2 separate regions of the Gossypium hirsutum genome follow, and region 1 is linked to region 2. Evidence: chromatin contacts called from public Hi-C data. All regions are on one chromosome and are shown on one strand. Each heading gives the region's core, a stretch centred on a gene start, on an enhancer-like site or on the middle of the called end of the contact. The rest is flanking DNA. Distances are from core to core; before and after follow the strand shown.

Region 1 (6,975 bases), core at 4,311-6,810, 390 kb before region 2:
GAAGCTGATACAAATATTAGTTGTCAATTTCAGAATTATGCCACTCAAATGACTTGCAAAGAAAAGCTTCTCATTTTTAAAACCTGACCACCTTAAAACGTGAAAAAAAAAGAAAAAAACCTGGATAGATTGCTGTGTGGATGCTGGACAAATTAAAGGAATCAACAACTTCACTCCATCTGCTTGAACAAAGGAAGATCTGACAACAGGTTCCTTCAGCAATGCTGCAAGACAGTTAATAGCAGTTGGAATACCACGACTAGGATGGGAAGGCTTCTTCAGCTGTAAAAGACAGAGAGTCAGGAAGTAAGGACAACTACCATCTATGTAGACAGAAATAAATGAACATGTAAAATTATAGGGAGAATCTAGTCAAAACCAACTTGAGTCAGCTGTAACAAATAAGCAGTGCATTGCAGACAATAAAAGACCGAACCCAAAGCAGTATACTAACCTGTGTGCAAAGCCATTCAACCAATCCTCTTAGTACAGCATCAATGGTAGTGAGCTTTGTCTTTGAGTTTGAGGCTACTCCATTTGCAACAACACCATTCTGGGTTTTTGGCCTGGCACTAGAAATAAATAGAAAGAAGAATGTAGAGTCATTAACTAAATCATATAAGACAATATGCAATTTGGTAAAGTTTCTTTGAACATGTACTTAGTTACTTGGATGGATCACACATTTTGTACCTTACTGTCAAGGCAAGTATCTTGCAGCTCTTTTCTTTTATGAACCAGTTACCTTTCAAGAGCAATCTGAAAGTGGACAAATTGTGGATTGTTAGTTTTACTTCAGATGATTCAGAATAAGATAAGAAATTGAGTGTACATGAATAAAAATATTCAAAATTAACTAAGAGACACACTTCTTATCTTCAAAATCAATAAGGTAATACAGCCCAAGAGTAGAATAAAGATAAAAGCAGCAAATAAGAATTGAGAGCCATATATAATCCGATTATAGGTGGTTGGTAACCTTCAAGATACAAGTTATTTGCATCTAAAATCTCTTGCAAGCGGCAGGCAGACAAAAGTAGCACAAGCTACTCATAAATACCATGTTTATGGTAACCTGAACCTTTGAGCTGAGATCACCACCTAATTTCCCAAAGATATATATGGAAAGCCAGCTGTGTAGGTATATATTTTCATCCATGATTTGAAATACATTCATAATACATATTTACTATTTATTTACAACAGATAGACAACTTAAAGCAAAAAATCAAACGAAGGTCAGTAATGTGCAAGGCATGAATAATCCAGATATTTGTACAAGCTCATCATGCAGATGGAATCAAATACTATCAAAATTACCAGCAAGAGAGGACAAAATTGTTAAATCTTCAAGGATCGAGGACCTACTTTTTGACAAAACAAGCATCGCAGAGAATCAGAGTTATCACTAACAATATAAGCCAGCTTGAGCCATAAGCAGATTGAGCACCAAGGAACCAACTCAATTTAGAGTCAAAAATAAAAATGAAAGAAAGAAGTGAAGCCAATATTTATAAATATAACATTTAGAAAAGGGATTCTAACTGTACAGCAAACATCACTATTAGATACCGCTAGCCAATTGATCATTGAAAGATTAAAGAATATCAAGAGTATCAGCCACCTTAATTCTCCACCCACCCACCCACCCACACACACATATACACAAGAAACACAAGGAAAATAAATAAATAATAAAAATCAGCCACAAATTAACAATGGAAACAATTTTGAGTAAAAACTTAACTTAGGAAAGGTTCATAAGTATCTTCTTTTGCAAGAGACTTGTCATGAAATAATCTGGCTCTTTTCGGATTGGCTGCAATAGAAAATTGTAGTAACTAATTTTACTTATGATGAATGCATCCTCACAAGACCAATATTCTTTACATACCTGTAAGCATTTCATCAATTAGAGCCAGAACATATTCCACTGTTTCTTCCTTAAATATATCACGTAATATGCTAACAAACACTTGAACATAGGCTGGACCATCCTGTCACATTCAATCTCACCAATCAATATCTTTCTTTTATCCTTAGTTTGATTAGATTTTCCAATAGAATTTTATTTAGGCTTTTAAAAACCTATTCTGTTATGATGGAAGAGAAGTTAATAAAACTACTGAATTAATTGAAGATTGAAAAAAGAACATATACACAAGATAATACCCAGCTAATAATTTAAGAAGAGTTAGAAAACGTTACATCATCCAACAACTGTGCCCTGACACTTTCAGCTCTATTATCATAACGCCTTAACAGCTGAAGGCCTGTTCCTGAAATCAGCTTAGTTGTCATGTATGTTTCCTATGGGATGTCTCTCTTCAGAACCTTTAAAAGAGTAAAAGACGATAATCAAACTGGAATCACCAGTAACAAGTAACCGTTCGTAATTAACTATATCCTTGAAAAAGTTTAAAAAAGAGATAATATAATTTAAATTCTTTGAACACGGAAATCACAAGAAGAACATGACATAGAATAAATGTTAACAAATTAAGATCAGGGAAAATTTAAACAAAAGCCAAGTGGTAGTGTGCTTGTTTAAGAAAGCAAACAAGAATGTGCTCTAGTAGCCATGATGAAGAGAACAAACAAACAATTTGAAGCGTTTAAAAGAATTCTAAAACCTGTGTCATCCATCAAAGCGGTTCATAGGAGAATTCCTAACCTACTTTTGAGAAACTTCGTGCTTTTAAAGGTTTCAAAATTAAGGCATTAAATAACATAAAAAATAAAAAGAAGCACCCATGGAAGTAAATTAAATCTACCAGAGAAATGAAACTTTAATGTCTAATTCTTGAAACAAAAGTTTCACAACTTAAATGTCTAATTCTTCAAAGTTATAGTTTGCTTCTATATTCAACTGCACTTTCTACATTTTGCTTGCAAGAATATAACAGAAGCAACGACCAAAAGATCCCTGAAGCTTTCAAATTCCGATACCGAAACTTGAAACTCTATAATACTTAGTTTTATGTAAAATTATAACTAACAAAGCAAATTAAGTGATCAGATCACCAACCTGCTCAGTTGTTAGTTCCGCACGCTCCATTGGTGCCAAAAGAATATACTTTAAATTCCACGAAAATTAATGCCCCTGTAAAATATACCAAAAAAACAAAATTAATTTTAAAATCGAACTCCCTTACATTTTACCTACAAATACACAACAGAATTCCATAATTGCTTTTATGTTTAATCAAATCTGAAAATAATCAACATTACCAGATCGAATCTGATAAAATTTAAATTCTAATTCATTTCTCAGTTAAAAAAAATCACAAATTTTTAAAAAGAAAAGAGGTTTTCTGGAGATTCAAAATTTCTAATCAGAGAGAAAACACAAGTTGACTATGAAAAAAAATCATAGGAATAATTAACTGTGAAAATAAATTAATTCAAAACAAATCTTTAACAAAAAAAATAAAAGAAACTACAATGCAAATGCAGCGATGCAAGGGAGACTGAAAATGTAATTTTGTTTACATTGAATGAAAATTCAGAGGAAATTGATGAAAAATTGGAAGAAATTTTATATAAATATTATAAAACTAATAGAAAGAGAGAGAGGGATTAAAACGTTGTCGGATCACTAGCCTTAATACTACGGTTTCTTTTTCGTCCAGTGGTGTGGCTCTGTTCTTGTAGCCTAAGAGAGTGATCGTGATGGACATCAAAATCTTTGGATTTCGATTGAAGAGGTGGGATCTGGTGCCGCTGTATATAGAGTAGCTGCTGGCTGGTTCTCTATTACAAAGTTGACGCGTGGCTGTAGTCTTATCTACGGGTCCACAGCAAAGGTAAATATATATGGCTTCCTTCTAGCCAAAATTTTTATCTTTCTTAAATGTCTACAAATAGCTAAACTCAAAAAAAATATATATATATTTGCTTCCCTCCCCCGCGTTAATTCAAAATGCTTCTTTCTTCTGGTGCAATTATTTTTTCCCTTTAATTTTTAGGGTAAAGTAAATTGGTAGTCACTCAATTTTGATAAAAACAATAAAATAGTTATTAAATTTTTAAAAATTTCAGTTCAATCACTAAATTTAAAAAAAAAAATAACTCCGTCACTAAAAGTCAATCTGACTAGTTAAGAAAAAAAAAAAGAAGAAAAAGAAAAGGAAGAAGAGAAGAAATGGAGAATAACAGCTTGCACTCCAGCGCCTTAAAGAATAGCGCGCCCTGCAGAAGCGCCGGCTCGAAGACCTTCCATCATTCTAACGATACCGCCAACAATAACTTTGATTCCCATTCTACTAAGCCCTCCTCCAAAATCCTTTTTCCAAAAATCAAAATATCCTCCTGCAAGCCCTGTACCAGTTTGCCTTACATAGTTTCCTTCGTTTCAACTCTCAAGCATGCAAACTTAAAAATGTGAGTCGTGAGTGAATAACTTTTGACGCAGGTAAGCTGTTTGAAGAAATTCCCGTTAGGCATTGGAACATTTCCTTTTTTATGCATGAGGTTCATCTTACAAACGAACACTAGTACTAGGAAAATAGATTGCATATTCTCATCCATCAGCACATATCCTTTCATAACTTTGAGAGGAAAACTACAATAGAGCATTTGTGTTACTAATTTTTTTTAAGTTTAGTGACTGAATTATAATTTTTAAAATTTAATAATTATTTTATTATTTTAATTAAAGTTGGGTGATTGTAAGTTTACTTTACCCTTATTTTTACTATAGATGGAGATTCATTTGTTTTTTAAGCTTGAGCAATTTGAAATCAGAGAAAACAACATATCATCAAATGTTTATCTTTGATTTTTAAGATGTCAACAATCTCCTTATTCTACAAAAGTTTTTTTTTTTAAATCGGGTTTATTGGAATACTAATGGCATGCATGCGAATTCAACAAAGAAATTCGGAAAAAAAGAAAACCTTGAACGTTAGAGAAGATATTTATTGTCATATAGTTGAATTAAAAATTGCAGAAAAATAGAATTTTTGTTAAAATTTGCCAAAATGTGCTGCATAAAATATATTGTTTGAGTAAATGTGGACGCTGACCTCTAGGTATGTTCACTATTTATAATTGGCTGGAAACTTAAATGGGACTATAGAATATAAAGATACTTTATCATTAAATCACTGAATAACAAAAAATGTGTATTTAATATATATATATATATATGATGTGAAATAATGAGTGGAAACTGTGTATGATATGTTTTAATTAGATTAATTTATTTTTTCTATTAATATTTGATCCCAATTTTTTTTGGAGTAAACGGAAAAGTTAATTGATGTTAAAAGATCACGTAAAAGATTTGATTTGTTATTCTCCTATTAGAATTTTTAAAATTGACTCTAAAATGTTAAGCATTAAATTGTTAAAAATTTTCAGATTATTAATTTTGAAATTCTTTTTGTAAATTTATAATAAATTCAATTTATAAAAAAAATGCAATTACTTAAATTAATTGTTAATATTGTATAATATTCTTATTTTTCAATTACTTAAATTTGAGAAATAATTGTTATAGATGCAATTTTACCGAATATATGTAAAAGTAAACGTCCACGTAACCAAATCTGGGAACTCATAAAATAAAATAATAAATGGAGAAAAGAAAAAAGAAAAAAGAAAACATCCTTCCATTTTATCCTCAACACACCAACAGAAGCAGCGACTTGGAGCCTCTCTCTTAAACATTCACCAAAATCTTTGTGGATGGGGATGTCTTCTGCTTCCAATTCTCCATCCTAAACTAAGAAAACCCGATTCCCAGACGGCTCTTCCTTCCCTAATAGATTCCCATTTTAGTTAATAATAAAAACCAAGTGTTTAAACTACTTTCAACTATGTCCTTCCTTACTTCTATTTCATCTCCTCCACAAATTAACTCCCTTTTTTCCTCTTCAATTTTCTCTCTATACCGCTTCTATTCTCCTTTATTTTCTTCTCTATATCACCACAAACGAAGTTATGGGAGTGGGAGGATTATAAGAGAGTTGGGGTTTCTGGGTGATTTCAGAGGTAAAGGGAGGGTGACTTCTGGTTCAATGGGGAAACAGAAAGGTGGGTTCTTTTGTGTTTCTTCTCCTTGTGGTTCTAGAGGGAGTTGTAGCTGTAGCAGTAGCAATGGAGATGAATTTGAGAGTGAAGAAGATGAGGAGGAAGTCGATGATGAAGAAGAAGGTGCTCGGTCGTTTTGTGTTTTGCCTGACAGATGGGATGTTCTTGGCCTTGGTCAAGCCATGGTATATTTCTTAACCATTCTTGTTTATATGTTATCTCTTGGTGTTTTGAATTTATACTTAAATGTTAAATTTGTGTTTTTTCAATGTCTTTTTTAGTAAAGTATAGGGAAAAGAGAATTGATGTTAAGGATATAAGCCTTGTAATGTAGTACATTTCTATTTCGTTTCTTAGAGAGGAAAATGGAGTTTGGCTGATATATTTTCTTTTGTTCCTTTCAATCCTACATTTTTCTTGTTGCTTTTAAATCATTAAGGCTTTGGTACTTTGTTCGGGCACTTGTTTTTTACAATTTTCCTTTTGATTTTCTTAAAGCTGGTTAAAAGCATTATCATGTTTGTTAAAATTATACTAATAGCTAAAATATTGTACACATTGAAACATAATTGTTCTGTATAGAAATGCGATTATGCATTTTGTGACGCAAAAATTTAATGAAGAGATGTTATGCCTCGTTTAGGATTTTGGTTGCATTTTCTTACCTTTACCTTAGAAACAACTAGCATCTAGTAAGCATAAAAATAAAGTAGAACCTAAGCATAAAAATAAAGTAGAACCTTACTTATTAATGAAAAGATTGGTCAATTTTGGCTCTATTTTTGGGAACCTGTAAAAATTTTGGCTAGGGGTTAAAGAACTGTTTCCATTCTTCATCTTGAATAGTAATCTGCTGTGTCTATCAAGGTGTTCTTACTGGTTTGTGCTTTTGTTGCTTTACTTAGAAGGCAATTACAAGAAGTTGAGTTATGAAATGGA
Region 2 (6,187 bases), core at 776-3,275:
TGATAAAACAAACAAAAAGCTCAAATGGAAAACAAAACAACTCTATTTATTGAAGGGGTGTCGGCCATCAATGTTCCAGCACACCAATTTTTTTTAAAAATCAGGTATAAGGGTGCTAGCCATCAGTGTCCCAACACCCATTTTTTTTAAATCGGGTACAAATGTGCCGGCCATCAGTTTCTCAACACCCAAAAAACAAAATTTTTTGTTCCCAAAGAAGAGAGTGTCAGCCATCTACTTCCTCTGATCCAATTTTTTATTTGATTAATTGGGTGCCGGCTAGGGGTGAGTATTCGATTAAGTCGAGTCAAATCGAGTAAAAAATTTTCGAGTTAGTCGAGTTGACAAATCCTATTTTAGCAACCGAACTCAATTTGAAATTTTTTCGAATCGAATCGAATCGAATCGAATCGAGTCAAAAAATTTCGAGTCAAATCGAGTCGAGTTAAAGAATCCTATTGTTTATACTTAATGTTGCGTTTAGATGGACTGATTATTTGATTAGTAGACGAAGTACATGATTATTTAACTACATGAACAATATAATGATTTAGTCTTTGAACTTAATGAGTAAACATTTATCAAAACGACGTAGTTTTACCTTTTAACTTAATTATTTTGAATTTTAACTTTTAATAAAGTAAACATTTATCAAAACTACGTAGTTATGTCTTTTCTTATTCGAATTTTCGGATAACTCGAATTGTGTAATTCATATTCGAGTTAAACCGAAAAACTTAATTTTTTATTTGAGTTGATCCGAATAACTTAATTAACTCAAATAACTCGAACTATTTAATTTAAAATTTAAATTTTTTATCGAGTTTTTCGAATGAAATCTTGCTCACCCCTAGTGCCGGCCATTAGTTTGCCGACACCCAACAAAAATAATTTTTAAATAAGAAAAAGTGGTGCCGACTATTTATTGTTTAGCGCCTAAATTTTTTAAATACTAGTACAAATGTATACCAATATACTATGGTTTGGAAAAAAATAAAAGGGTGCCAACCATTAATTCTCCGGCACTCAATTTTTTTAACACCTAACACAATCATCAAGCAATAATTGAGTTAAAAATTAATAATTGGGTCAAAAATCAATGTGGGGCCGACCACTTAAGTTCCTTAACTTAATTTTATTGTTTATTTTAGATTATTTAAATGATTATTTTTTGAACTTAGGTTTTTTTTATAATTATTATTTTTTTGAGTTATTTGGGTAAAATAGTCTCTATTATTGAGGTTATATGTTTTCTGTATTTTTCATTTCTTAAATAAAATATTTTATTTTAAAATAATATTCAAGTTGTCACATCTACTTTTAATGTACGATATATTATCAAACACATGGACAATTTTTTTTGAGTCTTTAGCCACTAAATCGCGCGGGAAACTTTAATGAAATTCATCGATTTTAGCATTTAAGCTTAAAATACAAAATCGTGGATATAAATAAAAAAAGATGTTGTATAAAATTATGATTTTATGTTATTTTCATCTCTTTTTAATAAATAAATGAGAAATTAAATTTTTTCTCCTAATCTTTAGTATTTTTAATTGAATTTAAATCTTTTTTAAGAGAAAAAAAATTAAAAATTAAGAGGAAAAATCTAATTTATCATTCTTTTATTGAAAAGAGTTAAAGATGACTTGAAATTACAGTTCCATACAATTCATTCTCATAAATTAAAATGCTTTAAAAAATTAATGAATGTAAATGTATTTGTAATTATACATATATTATTTAAATTTAAAATATTATTTTTACATAATAATAGTACTTTAATTAAGGAAATATTTTTTGAAAAAAATATATTTATATGTTATATTATTAATATAATTTAAAATTAAATAGATAATTTGATATATTATTTAGCTAAATTACATAGTATTTATTATAAATTATTTATATTAATTTTAACTAAATTATATAATATTTATTATTAATTATTTGTACTTTGACCAATAATAAAGTAATTAGATAAAACCACATAAATTTACGGTATGCATATTGATATATGATTTCACCACTCTCCATATTGAGAATTTTCTACAGTTAAAATTCCTAACCAATCAAACGGAATCCTCCTATTAATAGAACTCCACACCCCATCTTTATCTGACAAATTGCAAATCCTCTCTACTTCTTCTTGTTCCCTTGATTTTACCTCACTTTCTAGCCAACCAAATACCACAAGAATGGGTGTGGAATTCGAAAACAGTAATTGTACGAACCTCGTGTTCACATATGGCACCTTGAAACGGGGCTTTGCCAATCACGTGCTCCTTCAAGATTTGATGCGAACGGGAGACGCCGAATTCAAAGGCACTTACCGTACCATGGAGAGATACCCGCTCGTTTGCGGGCCATACCGTGTCCCTTTCCTCCTCAACATGGCTGGTTTGGGACTCCGAGTCACGGGAGAGCTGTACGCCGTGTCAGCTCGGGGGCTGGACCGGCTGGACGAATTGGAAGGCACGAGTCGCGGGCATTACGAGCGGAGGCCCATCCATCTGACGCCAGCTGGGGAGGAAGAGCTATTAGCGTGCGCAGCTCAAGCGTATTATGCGCACAAGAGTTACGAGGAGGAGATGTGGAAGAAGAACAGGAGAAAAGGGTTTGGGGTATATTCCGAGAAAGAAGCCAAAGGTTATGTGAAACGTAAGGATAGGCCTCAAAATCTCAGTTTCTTGGATCATATTATGATCTTCATTTCGTCTCCTTCTGATTAAATCAATAAACATAAACAGTTCGAGAAAAATTTTGAATGTTGTAATGCTTGTAAAATTTTTCTCGAGATTTCAATGAGAAACAAGATTGAATTTTCTCAAATTTGTTGCCATTTTTTGCATGGGCATGGTGGAAATTTAAATGTCGCATTTTGAGTTTATAAAATTACTTAATGGTGTTTAGGTGCAAAATTTTGGGCTTCCATTGAAATTTATTTTCTTCTTCATTCAATTCTCTTTTGGCCTCTAATAGATACATTGCGGGAAAGGGTTTAAAAAGTTTAGGTAGTTGGTAAAAACATTAAGTTACATATCGGATGAAATTAAGCTAATATAATGAATGGCTATATATGGGTGAAAATAATTGATGGAAGTATTAAGGTTATTTTACTAAATTAACTCAAAAAATTTTGACATTTACAAAAATAACCCAGGTTCAAAAACAATCACAAAAATAACTTGAAATGAACAGTAAACAACTCGTATTTTGCACCCATGATTGTCAAATGATTGTGTCAGGCTTTAAAAAATTAATTTTTTTAGTTTTGGCCTGTCAATGGCAGGCACCAGGGTATTTTTTTTAAAAATCGTATCATATTGGTATACAAAATACGAGTTTTAAAAAAAAAATTTGGGTGTTGGCCTGTCAATGGCCGGCACCAAGTACAAAAAAAAATTCAAATTTTTTTAAAAAAAAATTTTGCTCTCCGAAAATACCAATTTTAAAAAAAAAAATTTGGGTGCTAGCCTGTTAATGGCCGGCACCCAGTACAAAAAAAATTCAAAAAATTTTTTTTTACTCTCCGAAAATACGAGTTTTAAAAAAAAATTTTGGGTGCTGGCCTGTCAATGGTAGGCACCCAGTACAAAAAAAAATTCAAAATTTTTCTCAAAAAAAAATTTTTACTCTCCGAAAATACGAGTTTTAAAAAAAAAATTTTTGGGTACTAGCCTGTCAATGGCCGACACCCAGTACAAAAAAAATTCAAAATTTTTTTTAAAAAGAAATTTTTTACTCCCCGAAAATACGAGTTTTAAAAAAAAAATTTCGGGTACTGGCCTGTCAATGGCCGGCATCCAGTACAAAAAAAAATTCAAAATTTGTTTCAAAAAAATTTTTTTTTACTCTCTGAAAATACGAGTTTTTAAAAAAAAAATTTTGGTTGCTGGCCTGTCAATTGCCGGCACCCAGTACAAAAAAAATTAATTTTTTTTTAAAAAACATTTTTTGCTCTCCGAAAATACGAGTTTTTTTTAAAAAAATTTTGTACAGGGTGTTGGCCATTAACAAGCCAGCACCCAAAATTTTTTTTTAAAACTCGTATTTTCGGAGAGCAAAATTTTTTTTAAAAGAAAAATTAAATTTTTCTTTCTGTAATGGGTGTCGGCCATTGACAAGTCAACACCCAAATTTTTTTTTTTTTAAAACTCGTATTTTAGAGAGCAAAAAAATTTCTTTTTGTACTTGGTGCAGGCCATTGACAGGCCAGCACCCAAAGTTTTTTTTTAAACTCGTATTTTGTATACCAATATGATACGATTTAAAAAAAAAATACCCTGGTGCCGGCCATTGACAGGCCAAAACTAAAAAAATTAATTTTTTAAAGCCTGAAACAATCATTTGGCAATCATGGGTGCAAAATGCGAGTTAGTGCCGGCCATTGACAGGCCAAAACCCTATTTTACTGTTCATTTCAGGTTATTTTTGTGATTATTTTTGAACCTGGGTCATTTTTATAAATATCAAAATTTTTTAGGTTAATTTAGTAAAACAACCAAGTATTAAGGATAAATTATACAATTAGTCATCTGATTTTTTTTTGTCATCAAACTATAAAAATTTTCGTTTTGTCACTAACATTATCATTTATTTTGGTTATATTCCTAACCATCACAAAATTTGCCTGGTTTTGTTCAATAAGCTTTACCATCAAAGGACGTAGACTATTAATAATTGTCTTCATGATTTTTTTATTCAGAACCGTACATAGGCTGATTGGTCTAAATTGTGTAATCCTTTCCGGCCCTTGAATCTTCAGTAGTAAAACAAGTAAGGTTCTGTTGATTCTAGGATCTAACGGGCACTCCTCCATCACCCACCGCACCAATGTATAAACCGAAGGCCCAACAATATCCCATTGTGCTTGATAAAACTTGGCATGAAACCCGTCTATCCCCGGTGCTTTAAGCGGAGCCATTCTAAAAATTGCACTTATAAAATATTATCTTTTAAATATTATTTATATGAAATATAATATATATTATTCATTTCTTTATTTTTTTATTTTAAAACAATAAGCGTGTAACCTTTTAACCCTACTTGTGGAGTTAAAAAAACTCTACCTGATGTGTATTAAATAATTATCCAATTATTATTATAAAAAATATATTTTAGTATCTAAATTAAAAATTTATAATAATTAAATAATGCAATTAAAATAGTGATCATTATTGTTTATGGGGAAAGTCTTTGAAAGGAAATTCCTACACTTTTTCTTTATGTACATTATAGTCATGGCCCTTTCCATTAAACATCGATACTCAAGAAGCTTTTCTTTTAAATCGTCTCAAAACATGTCTCAAGGGACACACTCTCTGAAGCAGGTTTATCGGCTATGTTAGTCACTATTATCTTAAACTGTGTCTCATCATCTTCACTTCAAGTATTCTAGAATGGTGCGGTAATTGATGCCTTTAGACCATCCCGAGGTATTCGACAGGGAGATCCTCTATCACCATATTTGTTTGTGTTGTGTATGGAGAGACTGGGTCACCTAATAGAGTAAGCAGTGAGTCAAGGGAGGTGGAAACCGCTGTTGCTTTCTAGGAGAGTCCCAATATTGTCACATTTAATTTTTGTGGATGATCTAATGTTATTTTGTGAGGCTATGCCGAAACAAGTTGAGAGTAAAACTGAGATTCTGGACACGTTTTTTTATTATTTGGGACAGAAGGTGAATAGAAATAAATCTCAAATTTTCCTCTCACCTAATGTACCGAATAGAACAGCTTCAGATATCTGTAGAAAGGTGGGGTCATTGAAAAACTAGCTTGCAATTTTATTTGGGGATCCACATGTAAAGTAAGGAAACCAGCATTGTTAAGTTGGGCCGAATGTTGCCAATCGATTGATGTTGGCGGTTTTGGTGTGCGAAGTCTAGCTACTTTGAATAAGATTTTTTTTTTGATAAAGTTAGGCTTTCAATTACTCACTAGGAATGATGTTCTATGGGTAAAAATTGTGAGAAATAAGTATAATGTTTGTGATAATGCTTTTTTGATGGAGACGATTACAGAAAGTGGTGCAGTTGATAGTTAGATGATGAAATTATGTGGTATTCATCGAATGATGTGTCGAGGGTGGAAGATTTGTTTATGTCCCAGTAACTCACAATGCAGTCGCTGATCATATAGCTAAAGTTATGGCAACAAAATTCATAGAGGTCCAAGTATTTGAA

Evidence for each region. Hi-C and Micro-C count contacts between places; a contact is called where the count stands out from the background.
Region 1: a contact with region 2 is called in a Hi-C map of leaf, with 2.7 times the contacts expected there. The contact joins the promoter of LOC107951756 here to the promoter of LOC121213091 in region 2. A contact is called at or near these places in 4 of 34 Hi-C or Micro-C datasets (all in leaf).

What each region holds. Positions count from the first base shown.
Region 1 is chrA02:95,611,644-95,618,618 of Gossypium_hirsutum_v2.1, reverse strand. LOC107951756 reads left to right here and starts at 5,560. Exons shown (of 5, transcript XM_016886893.2): 1 at 5,560-6,221. The coding sequence starts at 5,823. It overlaps LOC107951754 (V-type proton ATPase subunit H), which reads right to left and starts at 3,677. Exons shown (of 13, transcript XM_016886889.2): 1 at 3,604-3,677; 2 at 3,029-3,103; 3 at 2,209-2,334; 4 at 1,895-1,997; 5 at 1,747-1,819; 6 at 694-759; 7 at 455-572; 8 at 121-282; 9 at 1-4. The coding sequence starts at 2,301.
Region 2 is chrA02:95,222,983-95,229,169 of Gossypium_hirsutum_v2.1, reverse strand. It overlaps LOC121213091 (putative gamma-glutamylcyclotransferase At3g02910), which reads left to right and starts at 2,025. Exons shown (of 1, transcript XM_041086221.1): 1 at 2,025-2,921. The coding sequence starts at 2,199. The coding sequence ends at 2,732.